2 separate regions of the Mus musculus genome follow, and region 1 is linked to region 2. The links are chromatin contacts, called in public promoter capture Hi-C maps. All regions are on one chromosome and are shown on one strand. The core of a region is the stretch at or near the end of the contact, and the rest is flanking DNA. Distances in the headings are between cores, read along the strand shown.

Evidence for each region. Promoter capture Hi-C pulls out the DNA fragments that hold promoters and counts their contacts.
Region 1: a contact with region 2 is called in a promoter capture Hi-C map of embryonic stem cells, with 2.8 times the contacts expected there. A contact is called at or near these places in 18 of 39 promoter capture datasets (the 3T3-L1 cell line, the C10 cell line, the HPC-7 cell line and 11 more), 1 of 484 Hi-C or Micro-C datasets (olfactory sensory neurons), 4 of 130 datasets of targeted methods (the NIH/3T3 cell line, forebrain, pro-B cells and 1 more) and 1 of 9 other capture datasets (adipose tissue).

What each region holds. Positions count from the first base shown.
Region 1 is chr19:6,642,557-6,646,826 of GRCm38.p6, forward strand. No RefSeq gene overlaps it. Among named protein-coding and RNA genes, the nearest start is that of Gm32245, 78 kb to the left of the region's middle.
Region 2 is chr19:6,541,541-6,545,944 of GRCm38.p6, forward strand. Slc22a12 (solute carrier family 22 (organic anion/cation transporter), member 12) reads right to left here and starts at 1,530. Exons shown (of 10, transcript NM_009203.3): 1 at 811-1,530. The coding sequence starts at 1,212.

The DNA of each region.
Region 1 (4,270 bases), core at 1,300-3,799, 100 kb after region 2:
TTTTACCCTTTCCCAGCCCCTATTAATGTTCAATTTTAAGGGTCAAATACAATAGGGATTTGGGGAACAGCTGAGTGGTAGAGCACATGCCTAGCGTGGTCTAAGCCCTTACCCAGTCCTGGGTATGGAGAGCAAAGGCAGGTTAAAAGGCCAGAAAACAGTACCCAGGCAGATAGGTCATGTGCGGAATAAGCATCCCAAGGACCGGAATGGTTGCAGAGTGGAGCCTTGTTAGCTGCAGAATAAATATAAAGACAGTCCTGGTGGTGCATGCCTTTATAGTCCAACATGCAAGAAGTAGAGGCAGGTGGATGGATCTCTGTGAGTTTGAGGTCAACCTGCTCCACATAATGAGTTCCAAGCCAGCTGGGCTAAATGGTAAGACCATGCCTCAAATAGCTATATAGATATATTCATATAAAAGTGTGTGCTTATGCCAGGCATGGTGGTTTATACCCTTAATCCCAGCACTCAGGAAGCAGAGGCAGGTGGACTTCTGTGATTTCAAGGTCAGCCTGGCCTATAAAGTGAGTTCTGGGACAGCCACAGGCTATAACACAGAGCAAGTCTCTCAAAAAAAAAATGTGTACTTACATACATAAATCAAAATATATACATATTCATATACATGTATAGGAGAAAACTCAACATACCTTGACCATCCCTAATCTGCATCCCAAAACACTCTAAAATCCAAAAATTTCAACACACACACACACATATATATACATATATATATATACACATATATATATATACATATATATATATATGTGTGTATATATATATATATATATATAATAGTCATAGGTGGAAACTTGCACACCACAAAACTATTTCATGCAAAAAGTGGCTCAGACTGCTGTGAAGAAAACCCACTAATGGTACCATCCCGCACTGGACCTGCACACCACAACACTGCCAGGAAAGAGATGTCCACAGTGCAACATTGGCTTGGAAGTCACAGGAGCAGACAACGATTTTTTTGATTTGAAGCCTTCTCCACAGGAGGCAACTTGTGTCTGATACTGTGGCTCTGGCTAAAAGCCCATGACTCCTGAGGCCACAGGCGCTAGGAAAGAGTCTAGCTAAGTGCACGTTCTGCTACGCGCACGTTCTGCTAAGTGCACGTGTCAAGCTCTTTTCGATATTTATGCTTAGTGCTGCTCAGGCTTGGTCAGGAAAGCTCCTCTCTGCAGTGGGCAGCAGTTACTGCAGAGACTCAGATCTAGTCAGAGAGTGGAGACTAAGTGACTGCTGAGGGCTCAGTCCTAAATTAACACAGCATAAAAAACAAACAAATGAAAAAACAGCTGTAGCAATTTCACCTCCAAAGAGCACTGTGAGTGGGGAAGACTGTAGAAGCCGGCGGATGGACCGGCTCTGGGAAGCGCTTTCCTCTGGACAGGACTCGCCCAGCCACTCAGGCACTCCTGCTCTGCTCACTGCACACGATCAAGCCACAATGATCAGTCTGTGACTTAGTGGGGAAAGGAAGGGAGGAAGGGAACAGGCTGAGGGAGAACTCCAGGGTGGAAGAATTGGGGAATGGGGAAGACCAAGTTACACTATATACAATGTACAAAATTTTCAAAGAATAAATAAAATATTCAAACCCTGTATGAAATATTCTAGAAAATAACTTCAGCTTGTGTGTGTATGACACATGCTGACACACACATAAATTCCCCATTTAGACTTGGGTTCTGGTCGTTCCCAAAATACTTCATTGTTATACACAAATATCCCATAAGTCCAAAATCCAAACCACTTCCTGTCCAGGAATTTCTGATCTGGGATACACAGCTATATGAACAACAAAATGCAATTAAAATCTTTATATTCAATAGATGCTGTTCTGGCTAGACTTGTGTCAACTTGACACAAACTAGAGTCATCTGAAAGGAGGGAACCTCAGTTGAGAAAATGCCTTCATAAGATCCAGGTGCAAGGCAATTTCTTAATACTTAATTACTACCAAATTACTTAATCACTATTGATGGGGAAGGCCCAGCCCTTGGTGGGTGGCCCTATTCCTAGGCAGGTGGTCCTGGATTCTGAGAGAGAGAGAGAGAGAGAGAGAGAGAGAGAGAGACAGAGAGAGAGAGAGAGAGACAGAGAGAGAGAGAGACAGAGAGAGAGAATATGTGAGCACGCTTATGGGTGAACATTTGTATGCAGGTACACATGTGTGTGAAGGTCAGAGGCTAACCTCATGTGCTCTTCCTCAAGGGTTGTTCACTTGTTTTTGGAGGCAGGGCCTCCCACGGGGACCCAGGACTCTCCAAGGGGCTTTGGCATATAAATTTAGAGGTAATATAGACTTCATACAATTGCTTGTTGTGGCGTGGTACAAGGCAAAGCAACCTGGCAGACACTCCCAGACTACCTAAGCAGGAGTGAAGTCTTGGGACTAAAGTCAGCGCCATTTGACCCGCTTGCTGCAGACAGAATTTAAGTATCACCTGCCAATAAAAAGCCGCTAGCCAATGAGCTGAAGCAGGAAATGGGAGGTGGGACACTGGCAGGAAGAGAGAGGATTCTGGGAAATAGTAAGGGATAAGAGAGACTGCGAGCTGGGAGAGAGGGCCAAGAAGGCCCAGCAGGCATATGAACTCAGGGAGACGCTGAGGAAGATCCTGAGGAGACTCAAAAAAGCAGGCCTGTACTAAGACAGGTAACTAACCAGGTGGTAGGCATAGAGAAGTTTGAATAGTTAAATAAGTCATGAGCTAGTAAGGGAATGAGCCAAAGCTATGGCCAGCACATTTAATAATAAATAATTAGTCTCAGAGTCATCATCCCGGAACTGGGAAAAGAAAAAACAGATTTTTAAAATCATTGTTACAACTTGCAGAGGTGACATTCTGTAACGTAGCCCCCAGCACCTAGCCACGGTTGGGGACCTAAGATCAGGCCGTCAACAGACGTCTTCTTTTATGTCTGTTTCTGTTTTAGAAACTCCACATTTGAAATTTGACTCATTGACACTGAACTTCAGACAACAGTCGTGTTATTCATGTCTGGAGGAAGACGGAAGGCAGAGCATTGTGTTCCCGGGGGTGCACAGCAGGCTGGAGCGGAGTTCACATGGGGATCATTTTAAACAGTAAAGTCACCAACACACACACGCACACCCCCGAGGGGATTCAGGAGGTGGCTCCGTGGGTAAGGTTCTTGCTTTGAATGCATGAACACTGGAAATCGGATCCCCAGGCAGAAGTCAGGGAATCCCTGAAGCAAGCTGGCTGCTAGAATTGGCAAGCTCAGGGTGCAGTGAGAGACCCCTGCTGACTCCTGAGGTTGACTTCTAGTCTTCCATATTTATGCATGCACATATCCTAAATATGTGTGTGGGGATGGGGTGGGTGAGATGCTGTGTGTGTGTGTGTGTGTGTGTGTGTGTGTGTGAGTGTGTGTGTGTGAGCCCTCCAGAGCATGCTCATCTCAGCTTGGGCAAAGCTGGGCTGAGACAGTACTAGCTCAATTCTTTTCTCTGAGCAAAGCTTTCCTTCTAACAGGTGACCTTCGATCTCAGGTCTCATTCTTCGATTTTCTCTCTAATGAGAAAAGCAATAAAAAGTAGACCAAAGTTCACCCCCTGGGACCTGTGTTATGCACGTTCAAGAGCAAAAGCATGGGTGCAGATCCCCAAGTGCTCGGGGGGTTGGGGGGTTCACTGGGGGTCACCGTGCCCTAGTGCAGGGCAGAGAGGGTTCGCCACCAGGGCCTTCATCCCACCTTCACTGCTATTGCAGGTGGAGGGTGGATGAACCCAGAGCTTTGTCCCCATGGCTCCCAGTCCCTCCCTCCTGGGATTCTTCTTTGCCAGTTCCTCAAAGCAAGACCAGATACAAAATCCACTGCAAATGGAGGCACAGAACCCCGTCTCCAGAGTGTCTTGTCTTTGGTGAGCCCTAACTTGAGAGAACCCCCACCGCCACAGATGTTTGCCCATGGGGCCCTCAGCCCTTCACATTAGCTTTCTTATGAAGAACTGTGGAGAATCTTGGTAACTAGAATCTTCTCTGTTACAGCCAGATTGAAGCCAAAACTAAACAGCACAAAGGACTCCTGAGGCCCCTCCCCTCCCTGAGGACCTACTGGTGGCTAATGGTTGGGCAGAGTGGTCATTTTCTCTAGTGTTTCAGCCACTAGTGGGTTGTACATGGTCCATTAAGTAACCTCCCACCCTTGCTCCTGTGATGAAGCCCAGTGGGTCACACAAAAACCAAGTTAAATTTAAAGCATTTCAAAGGAGCCGGTGAGA
Region 2 (4,404 bases), core at 280-2,779:
GATCCTCCTGTCTTTGTCTTCTGAGTGCTGGGATTAAACATACACCACCACCACCTGGCTCCTCGTCTTCACATGCACGTGCGTGTGCGTGTGAGTGTGCGTGTGTGTGTGTGTGCGAGAGAGAGAGTGTGTGTGCGTGCATGCCTTTCCATGGTGTAGTGCTTGTGAGGGTCAGAGTTCAATCTCTGGAGCTGTCTACACTGTTTTTGTGAAGAGGTCCTTCAGTGACCCTGGGGCTCACTGGCTAGGCTGGCTAGCCAGCTAGAGCTGAGCCCCAGGGGCTCCCTTGTTTCTGCCTCTCCAGAGCTGGCATTACAGTCCCACCACCACTGAGCCTGGCTTTTCCCCCCAAATGCTGGAGAGCTGAACTCAAGTCTTCATGCTTCAACAACAGACAGTTTGCGGATTTATCTCCCCAGCCTGCCAACATCTCTTATAAGAGGCCAATGTTTGTTCAGGTCCTCTGTGCTCAGCCCAGAGACAGACGACAGGATCCTGTGTCTAGGTGGCCTGGAGTCATGGCAGAGGTTCAACTATGGGTAAAGCCATCGGGTGATGTAGAAACAGGAATGGTACCCCAGGCCAGGCTGTGTGGACATACCTCACTGTGTGGCCCAGGTTGGCCTCAGACTCAGGAATCCTCCTGTCTCTTTAGAGATGGGGTCATAGGCATGAACCACTAACTATGACCTTGCAGATGACTCCCGCTGCCCAGTCCCCTGCAAGCCTACATGGCTGCTCCCAAGTGAGGAGGCTTGGGGAGGTGCATCCTTTCTGTGACTGTGACTTTGACCTCCCAGGTGCTGTTACCGTGGTCACGATTGTGGACCTGAAGGTGCTGTGGTCGTAAACCCAGCCATCCTCGCATGGCTCAGTGGCAGCGTCACTCCAGTTGGTGGCCGTGGCGTTGGACTCTGTAAGCTGCCATTGAGGTTGTCGGAAGCGGAGGCACTGGTGGGGTTGCTGGTCAGGACCAGGTGGGATGGAGACGGCCAGAAGAACATCGGGTCCAAGGTCCCCAGGGATACTCGCCTGGGAGGTGCTATTGTCCAGGAGAGGCACCCAACAGCGGTGGTGGGGAACTGCGGCTGAGAAGTTCTCCAGCATGTTCTGGGTGGTGACCCACAAAATGGGGGTCACCAGAGCCACCGTCTGGAAGAGCTGGAACCTGCCCAGCCCCCCCACTCGGTCCAGGAGTTCAGGAAAGGCCATGGGTTTCTCCTGGGTACCACCACGCAGCTTCCACTTCACAGAGGCTGGCCCAGGACCATGGGGTCTTTGTGATGAGCCTGCTTTCCCCTTGGCTCTGACCACACCAGTCTCTTCATATGCATGTCACACAGCCATGTTGCTGAGTCACAGCCAGTCAAGGCTCTTGTGTATCTGCCTGCTGGCTGTCACCATGAGACCTGGAACCCTCTGTGGTAATCTGGAGGCCATGGGAACCTCTCAGCGACACAGCAGAGTCTGGCTCTCAGGAAAAACCAAATTTGAGAAGCAAGGAGGGTGGAGAGAGAAGTCACTCTGGGTAGAATTAAAGTGTGACTAGGAGCCATTTAATAGAAGAGGGTTTAGTAATCATTTCTTCAAAGTTTAACCAGGACAACACCACTGCAGATGAAAGCGGCAGTTTCTCCCACCACCCCGCCCCCATCTTCATGGCCCTGGTTTCTGTTAGGATGCGGCAAGATCTGGACACGGGCTCTGCCACTAAGTGTGTTGGGGCCGCCATCCTTCGGTGCTCCTGCCTGCCTTCCAGGAGACATCATGACTGTACTGTGAGCTAACCCAGGAGAGAGAGGGTGAGCCCTGGTCCTCCCAACCTCAGAGCTGGCCTGATCCTAGCTTGAGTGATGGCGTCCTCTGCTTGAGGATGGTGTGTCACTCAGTCTCTAGGCCTCATTAGCCTTTTGAAGCTGCCACTGTTCCTGCACTCCCTTATTGATTCCCTGTACTGAGCCTCATTAAGCCCTTTTGACATTAGCATATGCCCCTGTACTCTTCAAGACAAATATCCTAAAGTATTGAGACCTCTGTCTCTTTCCCAGGTCTCCTTGTCTTAGGACCCACTTCTTTAGCCTGTAATTACATGGCCCTCTGCCTGGAACGGAGTCACAGTTCACAGGCTGGCAACTCAGCCTCTAGTGTCTCTAAGCCGACTAATTCTGAGGACTTCCCCCTTTGCCTCTGCTCTGCTCTGTCGCCTCCCTGACCTGTCTCCTTCTGCCGCCCCTTTCACCTACTGCCACACTGCAAAGCCTTACACTAAATCCTGCCTTCAACGCCAGGGCCCTGGCCCTCTAGAAGAAGAGCAAATGCTTGACCAGGAGGCGTCTCTCCAGCAGTTCGACTTCCATTTGTAAGATTCCTGGCTCCTGGGAGGGGGAAAGCCTGACAAAGGGGAAAGTGTCCCCAGGAAGCCATGGGAGTGACTGGACAGAACCGATAATGAGGGCTGTGTAGAGGCGGGAGGAGTCTGTGGGCACCAGAGGTACTGACTGGTTTGGGTTCAAGGTAGTTTTGAGAGTAGAAGAGGAAACGCTGTGATCAGGTGGCAGATGATGGGATAGAGATGTCCGTACGATTCCTGACACAGACGTTCTTTTAAAATAAAAGTATTTGGTGTGTGTGTGTGTGTGTGTGTGTGTGTGGCTTGTGTATTTGAGTACAAGTGCCCACAGAGGCCAGAAGAGGGGCATCTGACTCCCTGGAGCTGGAGCTGGCGTTACAGGCAGCTGTGAGCTATAGGATGTGGGTGCTGGAAGCTGAACACTTGTCCTCTGGAAGGGCTGCAGGACATGATCAGCTTCTGAGCCATGTCTCCAGTCCAGAACCTTTTTTCTTAATTGTGTAAAGTCCCAGGTTGCTACTGATGGGTGGGTGGCTGTCCTCCAAGGGGAGTCTGGGATTGCAGTCCCATTGTGTGTGTACCCCTGCAGCTGTCACTGGAAGGCACTGGCCTCATGTGTCAGCCGCTGGAGTGTAGGCTTAGATTTTTCAAAACCTAATTTGATTAATGTTCTTTAACACACCAACCTCCCTTCTAGCCCACCTACCAGAGGTAGAGGAAGAGAAGGGTTAATAGGAAATGGGCTTGTGGATCTCTGTAGAAGTAGTTCTTTGGGGGAGATACAATGCAGTCATTGTTGTCAGGATATCAGCGGTTCAGTCCACTATCAAAACACCAGACACAAATCAGCAGTGGGAGTTCAGTCCTCTCAACAAGCACCGAACACGAGTCAGTAGCAGCAGCAGTTCAATCCAGAAGAAACCGAGAGGCTCTGCTGAGCCGCAGGAGCCCACAGACGCCGCTGGAATGTCATGAGAAGTTCTTTGGCAAGTTACCCTCTATGAAGCCACAGCAAGCGAAGATCAGCCACGTGGTGCGAGGCGAACCAATATAAGAGCTTTGCCACACTATCTGTGGGGTCATAGTTATATTCTTTCTAAACATCACGCATTCCCTCACATGTCTGCTTCAGCGAAACATCACGTGACATAACTGAGTCCCCAAAGAAACCAGAGCTTTCCATTTCAATGGTGGGCAAGAGAGGGTGGTGGCCCCTGAGCTGAAGGTGACACACAGTAATTCTGTCCTCAGTTTAGTGGTAGGAGCTAGTTAAGGCCGCCTCTAGACAGTCGTGGGTGGGTGGAGACGTGATTCCAGCTCTACACTGAGAAGCAAAAAAGAGGATCTGTGGACAGTGAGCTGTTATCACTCTAGGGCTAATAGGTCATTAGTGTTTGCTTTAGAGAAGACAGTATAGCTCACTTCTGTGTAAATGTGGGTTCCCAGTTAGAGCTTGGGACCACAGTGACTAGTAGAAGTAGGAACATTGGTTGGAGCCAAGTCCTTAAGCCCCAGAGGGACAGGCCTTGAGTCTAGGAGGACAGGGCCCAGCTGCAGAAGTGGGTGCTCCTAGGCCCTAAGGGATTGCTCTCTGTCCTGTGGTGTTGGGAAGACAAGGAAGGCTGGTGACATAAGAAGTGAGACAGGCAGTGGGGAATGGGGACATTGCAATTTTGAGTACAGGAGAGACGTGTGCTTTGGAGGATGCAGCTGGTGTCCTCTCAAGACCCGTGGATAAGATTTTGTAAGTAAGCCCAGTGGCCCCTGCTGCCTGGCTCCCTTTTGGATTGGCACTGTCTTAGAGGGTTTGGCCCCATGACCAAAAGCCCTGGAAGTGTGCACACTCAGCAGCAACTGGAAGGGTGTTCCTTTTGTCCCGGATCCTCGGAGTTGAGTCTGTTGAAGAGGACAGACGGTCTATGGATGCCAGGAGATAGGAGGGAGAAGAGGGGTTTGGGGGTTCAGGTTAGAAGGAAGCAGAGGCAGCTGTTGTTGGTCTGGTTCTAATGAGACTGTGAATGCAGGACGGGGAAAGGCTTTTGGGGGAAAGAAAG